2 separate regions of the Pan troglodytes genome follow, and region 2 is linked to region 1. A link is a contact called in public HiChIP or PLAC-seq data. All regions are on one chromosome and are shown on one strand. Each heading gives the region's core, a stretch centred on a gene start, on an enhancer-like site or on the middle of the called end of the contact. The rest is flanking DNA. Distances are from core to core; before and after follow the strand shown. Region 1 holds the start of HBP1 (HMG-box transcription factor 1). Region 2 holds the start of COG5 (component of oligomeric golgi complex 5).

Region 1 (5,235 bases), core at 2,037-4,536:
ACTAATGTGGTCATTTAGCCCCCCACGGAAGTCAGAAGATTGGACTAATTGTCCACTTAAAGGTGTAGCGAATTCTGATACTAGTATTTAATCAGTTGTGACTAAACTATCTAAATTTAACTCATATTAAAGACTTGGATAAAAATGAGAAAAAGTGTGCAAAAAATGTTTTCTATCTTTATTCTCAATAATTGGCACAGTGGTCAAAAAATGGAACTAAACGTTTCTGAATGAATGGAAAAGGCTTTACGGAGCTATTAAAGGATACATTATTATTTGTAACATATTGTACAATATCTGGATCTAAAGTTGAATTTTTTTTCCCATTTCCGGTGTCCCCCGATAAAAAAAATCACCACTAAGGCATTTGGTAAAAACTTTAAAATAGTTTAACTTTTAAAAACAAGGTTTAGCTGAAAGCAGATCTCACAGTTTGTGTACTGGAGAGGGGTAAAGCAGTATGTCAATCTCTTGCCAGGTCTTTTTTTTTTTTTTTTTAAGAGAAAAGTTTTTTAGTTTTCTAGGAGGAGTTAGTTAGACATAAATATCTCAAAACAATTTTAAATAATTAGGTGAACTTCACAGATTTTTCTTTTTTGTCAAGAAATTACATGTTGGAGTAGAGTTTATATTTTCTATTCTAGTACACGATGACCCTCCATTGTAAAAAAAAAGAAAGAAAGAAAAGCATACACAAAGTAGCAGAGACATTCATTTCTTTGAGTCACTAATAATTTCTGAAAGATGATAAATTCAAATCCTGTCCTTTTTCCTCAGGGAAAAAATTAAGCATTCTGTTGGCTCTCCTCTGAATTATTTTAATAAAAAATAGAATGCTTTATTACTATTTGTGAACATAGAAAGTAAGTATTTGATTACACGGGAGGACTACTTTATAATTTCACTTCACGGATTCAAATGGGGAATTCTCAAGAATTTTAAACTCGATTTCAACATATGGGGGCTTATTTTGGATTTCTCGATTTGTTACGCGGCTTTCAGGTATATTTAAAAATCCAAGAAATGCAGGAGGTTTTAAAGAAATAACTAGCTGTGTGATTTCTGGCTCTGTCCAAAGGTTTGCTTTTACAGATTTCTTACTAATGTAGGTTTTCCTCATCTTAATTCTAAGCATATATTTGGTGATCTAAAGTTATAAAATCTAAAGCACAATTTAAATGATTAAACACTAAAGGTTCAAAGGGGGGGAAAAGCTTAATCATGCCTTTGTAATGTGAATGGTAAAGACACCAATTATTGACTAGATGCAGCCGACTGTGAATGGACAGCCATGTTTAAAGAGAAGTTAACTATAAAGCAGGGAAGCGTCTCTGGTGAGTCAGAGAATTCGTAACTTGAGGAACTCCTAGTGGAAATGAAATGGAAAGACAGTTTCTTTCATCAGTGAGAAAACGTCTAGAAGGAAAAGAGGGTTAATAAAACTCACCAGAGAAACTTACTGATGATTCACAAATTAAATCAGTTTACGTCATACATTACACCCTTTGTATTACGTTAACCAACGAGCATACTAATCAGTATGGAAAATGCCGCTTTAACTTGCCTCAATTTCGTAATCGCCCGCCCCCGCCCCGCTTTGTAAATTCTCTAGACTCCAGCTTCTCGCTTGCTCACAGTCCATCCCCCAGCCTCACTCTTCCTGGCACTTAGGTGGCGGCTCAACAAACTTAGGTGAACTGAACAGAGCTGACAAGGCAATCTCAAGTTGCTGTCCTGGGAGTGGTGAGGCAAGGCACAAGAGAAAGGACTTCTAGTTCTTCCCACTGCCAGTGCAGCCCCCAGCATCACTTTCGGCCCCTTCGTGCCGGGGGCCGTGATTTGTGGGTGACCAAGTCCCTCGCTAGCCTGCAGTACTTCCGCTGGTGCAGTCATCTCCTTCCCCTCGCACTAAAACAATACCCTGGCCTCCTGCCAAACTCTTGAGCAGAGAGCAACTCTGGCTGTTTATGGCCCGGATTGGGTGCTGCAAGAGGCTTGGGCCGCTCTAAGTGTTAGCAGAGGCCCGGAGGAAAAGAAGAGGCCCAAGCTTTAAAACACTCCCTTCCTCCGCCCCCTCCCTTTTGTCCCAGACACCAAAACAAACGAGCTGATACACGTGTCCCTATGACTCTTGTTTACTATCAAGACTGCGCTGTGCGAGCGCCTCTGGGATATGTAGTCCAGCTCTTCCCCGGCCAGCAGTCTCCCACAGCCAAGGACCAAGGCTTGAGACTACGAACCCACAATCCATTTCGGGGACAAAGTTTGGCTCGGGTCCCCGGACTCTCGGCAATAGTCCAATCCGAAGCACTTACTCTTGTGATTGACATGCCATCTTCTCCAGTAAACACAACACAAAAGTCAATACATGCCCGCCCCCCGAGACGGACCACGGTACCACCCAATGGGAAAGGGGAAGAACCGAATGGCAGTTCTGCAGTCCAATAAGAGGGCGAAAGAGCTGGGCGGGGCTCAACCCCAATGGGGTTGAGGGGAGGGGGAAGACGAAGCTTGAAAGACTTGGTAATGGCGACGGGTTTGGTAAGTAGGAAAGTTTCGGTTGAGGACTAAGAGCTGCCGCGGGAGCAGTAACCCGCGCGGGGGAGGCCGACGTCGGTCGGAGAGGGGGTACGAGAGCTGCTGGTGGTGTTGTCGTGGCCGGAGCGGCCCGCGCCTGGGCTGCCGGCACTTCGCGGCAGGTTTGTTGTCTTTCAGTTCGGGAAGAGGTGGGGGTGGGGAAGGGAGGGGCAGGAGCGCGGGGGATTGGGCAGACGGGAGGGCTCGGGTCCTCGTTCCTTCTCCTCGGAGGGTTGCCCTTGGGGTGGGGGCAGTTAACCGTTCGATTGGTGCCCGCGGCGAGCCCACCGGAGCAGCGTCTCCCGCGAGCTCACCTGGGCTTCGCGGCGGCGGCGCTAGGGGGTCTCGGGCGGGGGCCGGGAGGAGGCAGGGGGAGGGCGAAGTTCCGGGCCAGGTCGCGCGGTGGGTGGCCGGGCCGGGTGTGGAGATGGGGCGGGCCAGGGCGGGGGAAGGGGCCGACGCGGCGCCGGGGCTGCCCAGGAAAGTTTGACTTCAACTCCCCGTTTGTGGGCGGAGGGTCGGAGCTTGGCCAGGGGTGGGGGGCTGGCCGGAGGTGGGGGACCCCAGTGAGGCGCCGCCTCCTTCTGGACTGAGGGGGCTTCTGGCTGAGCTGAGGAGCTCGCGGAGCCGCTGGGCCCCGGGGCTCATTGTTACGCAGTTCGAATGAATGGGCTCCCAGGCGCCTGCGCGCTGGGGCTGAGCCGAGGGGAAAAACAAGCCCGGAGTCCGGGCTGCGGTCACATGATGGGGGGAAGGGAGGGGAACGCGATGAATGGCGAAAGAGGGTGGGGGATGGACTTGGCGTGAACCGGGAGGCACCGCTCTGTGTGACCCAAGGAGGAGGCTTGGCAGGCGATTCCAGTCTCCGCCTTTCAACCTATGCTGCCACCGCAGGCCGATTGAAACAAAACAAAACAAGCCAGGCGAAGTGGACAGCAAGGTTTTTGTAGCTTTAAATGCTGCGTGCTGTCTAGGGTGTTTCACTCTCCGCTGTGCACTCTACACTCGAGTTCATTCTTAGGGAGTTTTCAGCTACAGTCGTTTTTAGAAGGAGCACTGACAGCCAGGTAATACTCAAGTTTTCTGTTTGTTTTGTTTTTGGCTCATGGTGCCACTGGTGCCAGGACGAGAGGAGGCTTAGAAAAGGAGTTATACATACTGGGAAGCGATGGAGTCCTACTAACAGCTCGGATGGAGGCTTTAGCTTTATTAATACTTCCCCCTGAATAGCCGTAACCACTCCTAATAGTGGTTTTGATTTAAAGGTACTTTTTGAGAATTAGAATAATTTTAACATTGGAAATACTTTTCTGGTCATTTAACAGTGATCTAAATCTGCAATGTATGTCTTGTACTTTTGGGTTTTTTTGCTATTTTCCTTTATCTTGCAAATGAGTGTGGTAGAGTCGGTCATCTGTTCAGTTGCCTTGGTTAAACTCAGTTCTTGCAAGGTAGACAGTAGTTGACAAAATTTCAAGGAAATTTGAATTATATTGAGAATTAAATCCACTCCCTAAAGTTTTTGGGTTATGTTATACTTTTGAGGAGCCGTTTAACCACTTTAAAGCAAAATATTGTTTGTGCTTACTCGACTGATAAATTATAGAATGAAGTTTTGATTTCACTTTCTAGTTTCGTCTTAGTTTTGTAAACCTACTTATCTTTTCTGTCTCGAAAACCCTTCCTCTTTCTTAACTTCTCAAACTCCTAACTACATACCCTAGTTAAAAGGGTACCTTCTCCCAGGATTGCCCACCTACATGTCTCCGCTATCCTGTGTGCTTCACAGGGCATACCTCTCAGACTTCAAACATGATACTGTCACTGTAAGAGTTGTTTTCTTCACTATATACATATGTAATATATAAAATATATAACATATACATGTATATATAAAATATATAAATATACATGTATATATATAATATATAAATATACATGTGTATATATATATATATTTTTTTTTTTTTTTTTTTTTTGAGAGGGAGTCTCGCTCTGTCGCCAGGCTGGAGTGCAGGGGTGCGATCTCGGCTCACTGCAACCTCCACCTTCTGGGTTCAAGCGATTCTCTTGCCTCAGCCTCCCGAGTAGCTGGGACTACAGGTGCGCGCCACCACTCTCAACTAATTTTTTTGTATTTTAATAGAAACGGGGTTTCACCATTTTGAGCAGGATGGTCTCAATCTCCTGACCTCGTGATCTGCCCGCCTCGGCCTCCCAAAATGCTGGGATTACAGGTGTGAGCCACCGTGCCCGGCCTACTATATTTTAACTTCTTTGGATTCTTTCCTCACTAATCGAAGTGGCCAGTGAAGAAGGCATATGGCACGATGGCATGGACTTACTAAACTGCTCTGTGCTGAGGTTCTTCAGGGTGAATTGCAAGCTGGTGTTTTGTATATGTGTTTGAAATAAAAATACTGGTACTCCCCTCTCCACCCCACGCATACATTATCCATTAGAAGTTACTACTGTCCCGGCACGGTGTCTCACGCCTGTCCCAGCGCTTTGAGAGGCTGAGGCGGGTGGATCACCTGAGGTCAGGGGTTCAAGACCAGCCTCGCCAACGTGGTGAAATTGTCTATTAAAAGTACAACAGTTAGCTGGGCATGGTGGCGCACACCTGTAGTCCCAGCTGCTTGGGAGGCTGAGGCAAGG
Region 2 (5,235 bases), core at 1,890-4,389, 390 kb after region 1:
ATAGTTTTATAATTCAGAAGACAGGTAAGGAGCATACTGAAACCACAGACAAGACCAGATGATTTAGGAAAAAAAAGTTTTAGAATGCACAAAAAGGCAGGAAAATGAGGAAGACAGGAAAGTGGGGGGTGGACAGAGAAAATGAAAGCAATCAAAGAGACTAAAGAGTGCTCAGGGAGAAAGAGAAACAAAAAAGAATGGCAAAAGCCAAAAGAAGGGATAAAGAAAGTAAGTATTAGTATTGTCATAGAGCTTACAAAGATCAAACACAACGGGATGTGGCATTTGAGGGCTGACAGCCTTTAAAGAGATGAATTATATAATGCTTCTCTTTTATAGTTTCCTCATTCCCATAGGAGGCATATCAGAAACACCTCACCAATTTTCATACTATGCATCTGTGCTCACCAAGCCTATCAATCCGATACTCTGTCATTGGCCAAATCCCCGATATAGTGAATCAAAGTTTCTGCTGGAAATGCTTAATTCCTCAGGAATGTTGGGGGTGGAGGGGCAACAGAGACCGCTTAATTCAGAACAAACTGAACTGACAAGTATCTACAGGAACCTGGAAAAGAGCACCTAGAGAATTAAGAATTTTTAAAAAGCACGGCACCCATAAACCACATGAGGAAAGTATTTCAAGAAAGGAATCAAATGTTATTACAAGTTAAAGGACCAAAAAAGTGTCCATTTGTCGTATGTGCAAGAAAGTCATTGAAAACCTTGCAAAGTTACTTCAATGGCATAGATTGAGGGTGACTGAGTCCCTAGGAAACAGGAAAAAAAAAATCCAGAGCAAAGTAGGAGGCACTATCCTTAGAACGGAGCAGAGACTTGGCCGAGCGTGGTGGCTCACACCTGTAATCCCAGCACTCTGGGAGGCCAAGGCAGGCAGATCACGAGGTCAGGAGATCGAGACCATCCTGGCTAACACGGTGAAACCCCGTCTCTACTAAAAATACAAAAAATTAGGTAGGCATGGTGATGGGCGCTTGTAGTCCCAGCTTCTCAGGAGGCTGAGCCAGGAGAATGGCGTGAACCCCGGAGGCAGAGCTTGCAGTGGGCCGAGATTGCGCCACTGCACTCCAGCCTGGGCGACAGCGCGAGACTCCGTCTCAAAAAAAAACAAAAAAAGAAAGAAAGAAAGGAGCAGAGGCTCCACTTCCGTTGCAATTGAAAAGGCAAGGGAAAAAAGGTGCAACAGATGGTTATACGTTGAGGTTAAATTCATAGGTTTGATGGGCAAGAAATGGAGAAAGTTCACATCTGATGGATCCTCTTTTTCTCCCCAGGGAAGCTTAAAGTCATTTGTTGAGCTTGAAGCGAAAGGTTTGAAAAGGGTAAAGAAGATTTAAACAATCACTGTGGAGAATGGCAGAGAACCAAGGAGGAAAATACAGAAGGCAGAACTGAAGAGTATTTACCGTCCAAGAACTGATTACAATTCCTGAAATACATCCTACTGAAACATATATCCAGTGTTCCACTGTTCACCTGGGGAAGTCCTGTCTACAGTTTAAAATGTCTCCACCTAGAAAGCCTTTTCTGACATTTCCTAACCAGTTTCCAACCCCCAGTTATCATTCTCCTCTGTATTAATGCTCTACTTTATATGCAATCCTACTGCTATCTTACATCACTATATTACAGCACCTACCTTTATAGCTCTACAAGATTATTTCCTCTACTAGATGGTGAACTACTTGAGGGCAAGAATTGCACATGTATCAGGAGCAATTGCAAATATATCAGGGTCTCTGCCTTGTATCTAAAGTTTAAATTCAGTTTAGCCAAGTTTTAGACAGAGACCCGGACCTAGAGTTTCCAACATGAAACAGTTCAGAAAACATCATTGCTTTTGACAAAAGTACATAAATTATCATGAAAAGGCATGTAATTCAGGACGACAATAAAATATTTAACAGTCAGAGAAAATAAACAATAATTTGGAACTTTATTTCATTTATTACCCACTTTGGTCTTCAAATGTGTGCATGTGCTTCTAACTGCGATGATCAATTTAAAAAACATTCTGCACCTACTGTATGCAAGATACTGCTATTCACACTGTGGGATATTAAAAAAAGTTTGCAATACAGAAGAGATTAAAACAAGTATACAAATGATTTTAGTACAAGGTAGAATGCGATAGCCACTAGAGAAAAAATTAAGAACAGGTGAGAAGGGCTTTATTTTTATGCTTATAAATGTGAACTTTATTCTGAAGGATAAGAGATTCGGGACATGGTAACTGGATTGACACAACTGAATATGCTTTTCAAGTATATTATATCTAACTTTTCTTATTTTGGGCAACTTCTCTCCAAACTGACTAGCAATAAAATCTGACTGCTAGATTCTGTACAAATGGTTAATCCCAACCTGAACGAATGTCTCAAACCCTCCCCCACGTGTCACTGTAGATAACTGCCTCATAAAGGAGGGGAAAAAAAACCAGCCTGCAAGAGGGGTCACCTGTACAGTCCATTTGTTAAAGGAGTAGGCGTTTCCAGTTCTACTTTAAAACAAGGCCCTATTTCATTATGCGTCTGCCGTCTGTTCTAGAGCTTACACTTTTGAAGAGCTCGAACGCTACACCCCTTCGTCAAGAACTGCGGCAGCAGCCGTTGGCTGCCAACGCGGTCCACAGGGTTTGGGCTCCCGAAACTTCAGGGAAGCTGGAGGCATGGGCGGGGGAGGGGGGGGTCGAGTTGAAATGAGGAGCACACAGAAACCAAGTGTCCCCAAGACTCCAGAAAAGAGGGAGCCAGTCCCAGAGTAAATAGGTTGGCTAGAACAGTACCCAAGCCAGGGAGCCGGGCGGAGGGGAGTGGTCACGTCCAGACTGGAAAACTTTCTGCAAAGCAACGGGTTGGGTCCACCTCGCTGTCCAGGTGCGGAGCAGCGAAGACCCCCAACCCCACGACCTGGTCAGACCCCGTCTCCTTACCGTCCTGCAGAAGTTCCCGGACTGTCGCTGCAGCCGCTCCAGAGCCTCGAGCTCCGAGGCCAGCTACAGCGACGCTGCCGCCGCCACCTTCCATGTTGGCAGGTGCCGGGTTGATGTCGTCAGCAGCAGAACGGCTCCGCCCAGGTGGTGACGCAGAATCCCGGCGCCGCCCGCCCACCCAGCCCATGGCTCCAGGCCCACCTGGCGAACTGACTCTCAGCCCGCGCCTGGGCTAAGCCTGGCTAGGAGCCGCGCAGGTACTCGAGCAGTGGGCGCCCAGGGTCCGAGTGCTCTGCGCCCAGCGCACCGAGGGAGCCAACGTCGGGCCGGCGCTTTCAGCTGTCTCTCGCAGCAGCTCAGGGCCGCGCCCCCTGGGCTGGCGTCGTGCCCTGGCCAAGGAGAAGGTGGGCACCGGAACGTGGCCGCAGCGCTTATCTGTGAAGCAAGTATTAAACCTCAGAACGGGGGCCGCGCGGCGTAAGGCAGGAGAGCAGAGCGGAGGTTTCAGGGAGCTTCGTTTGCCCTCCACACTCACAAGCGTCACGCGTTAGTTGCTACACAGCTTTATCTGTTCCACGCCTTGATTGGCACTCCTGGGGTAATAAAAGCCCGCAGGAAATGCTTGGGAAGAAAAGTTGCTGGGGATGAACAGTGAAGAGAATTAGGGAGAGTCGATGAAGAAGGAAGTCTGAACCATAAAAGGACCAATAAAACTCACTGTTTCTACCCTCCTTCCTTCCCATGAGACCTTTGACCTTTTGCCTTTTTCTACTTCTTCCTCAGTTTCAGTCACGTGCCAGACTTTTTCTTAATTACAAACTGATAGATGGTCCACATCTCAACTAACAGTATTGACGCTGTAAGAGCATCAGGTTGGTTCCCATTGTATCTTCTTTACTAATACGTTCGCATTTTTGACCTAGATTTCTTTCTTCTAAGATAAATACTGATAAATTAACAGGGTCAGGCAACCACAAGTATGCAAGACAATCTTAAGCTTCTTCGCAAAACGAAGCTGGAAGATAACTTTTTCATTTTGTACAGTAGGTATGTATCCAGGAAACCAATTTTATCCAGTTCCAGAGCTACGTGGTTTTCTACATTCTGTTTCAAAAAGGTGCTATTACTTATCCTGTGCTTATCGCTGTTCTAAGTATTTTATAACTCTAAATGCATTTCATACTCATAACACCTCAGGTAAGCAAGTCTTATGCTACACTGCATTATGCTCTCTTTGTCTCAGAGGATTTTCCCTAGTATGTAAGATCTTAGTCATGATGGGAATAGGGGTGATTCATTCATTACTTGTGAATTAGGAATTGTTTTTCCTTCCTTGGCTTTATTCCCCCCAGTGGAAGATTTTAGAAGAGTGAGTAATATTCATTCATACAGCGAAAGTTTTGACCCCCCTACTCTGCATGCTCTCATGAGTTTACAAACATAAGACTCAATCCATATTCTAAAAGGAGTTAATAGGTAAGGTAGGAACCCATTTAAACAAACAATTGTACCAGGTGCTTTGGAATCTTTGGATTTACTTATTCCGGTAATTCCAAGCTTAGCTGCACGTTGAAAGCACCTGAAGAGCTTTAATAAAAACACTGATGCCTGCATCCTGAGCCCAGACGTTTGGATTTAATTGGTCTAGGGTATGGCTTGGGCATGCTAATTCTTAAAAGCTCCTCGGGTCAATGTAGTGTACAACTAAGGTAGAAAGCTACTGATTGTTTTGTTTTGTTGAGTTGGGGTCTAGCTCTGTCACCCAGGCTGGAATGCAGTGGCAGGATCGTGGCTCACTGCAGCCTTAACCTCCTGGGCTCAAGGGATCCTCCTGCCCAAGCTTCTGGAGTAGCTGGGACCACAGTCGCTTGCTACCACGCCCAGCTGATTTTTATAATTTTTTTAGAGATGGGGGTCTCACTATATTGCCCAAGCTGGTCTCAAACTCCTGGCCTTAAGCAAGCCTCCCACCTTGGCCTCCCAAAATGCTGAGTTTACAGGTGTGAGCCCAGTCCCCTGAAAGCTACTGATTTATTATTTCAGCAAATAAATATTGAGGCCTTCTGTATGCCATTTACTATGACTGCAGGAGTGGATAAAAATGAAGTAATTCTTGCTAAAATCACTAATGACCTTGTTGCCGTTGCGCTTTATTTTTGCCTTACTTTTCTCTGATGTTTAAGATACCTATCCCCTCCTTCCTTCATAATGGTCTCTCTCTTGTTTTCTGAGTATCACTCTTTAGGTTTATTCCTCCCAGCTCCAAAGTTCATCTTCAGTCT

What was found. HiChIP or PLAC-seq counts read pairs in DNA pulled down with a chosen protein or histone mark.
Region 2: an H3K4me3 HiChIP or PLAC-seq map of stem cell-derived excitatory neurons shows a contact between it and region 1, with 4 times the contacts expected there. The contact joins the promoter of COG5 here to the promoter of HBP1 in region 1. A contact is called at or near these places in 1 of 7 Hi-C or Micro-C datasets (stem cell-derived neural progenitor cells) and 1 of 1 datasets of contacts at active chromatin or transcription factors (stem cell-derived excitatory neurons).

What each region holds. Positions count from the first base shown.
Region 1 is chr6:122,544,636-122,549,870 of NHGRI_mPanTro3-v2.0_pri, forward strand. HBP1 (HMG-box transcription factor 1) reads left to right here and starts at 3,287. Exons shown (of 12, transcript NM_001246397.2): 1 at 3,287-3,644.
Region 2 is chr6:122,938,270-122,943,504 of NHGRI_mPanTro3-v2.0_pri, forward strand. COG5 (component of oligomeric golgi complex 5) reads right to left here and starts at 3,140. Exons shown (of 22, transcript XM_519305.8): 1 at 2,954-3,140. The coding sequence starts at 3,140. BCAP29 (B cell receptor associated protein 29) reads left to right here and starts at 3,708. Exons shown (of 13, transcript XM_054687659.2): 1 at 3,708-3,825.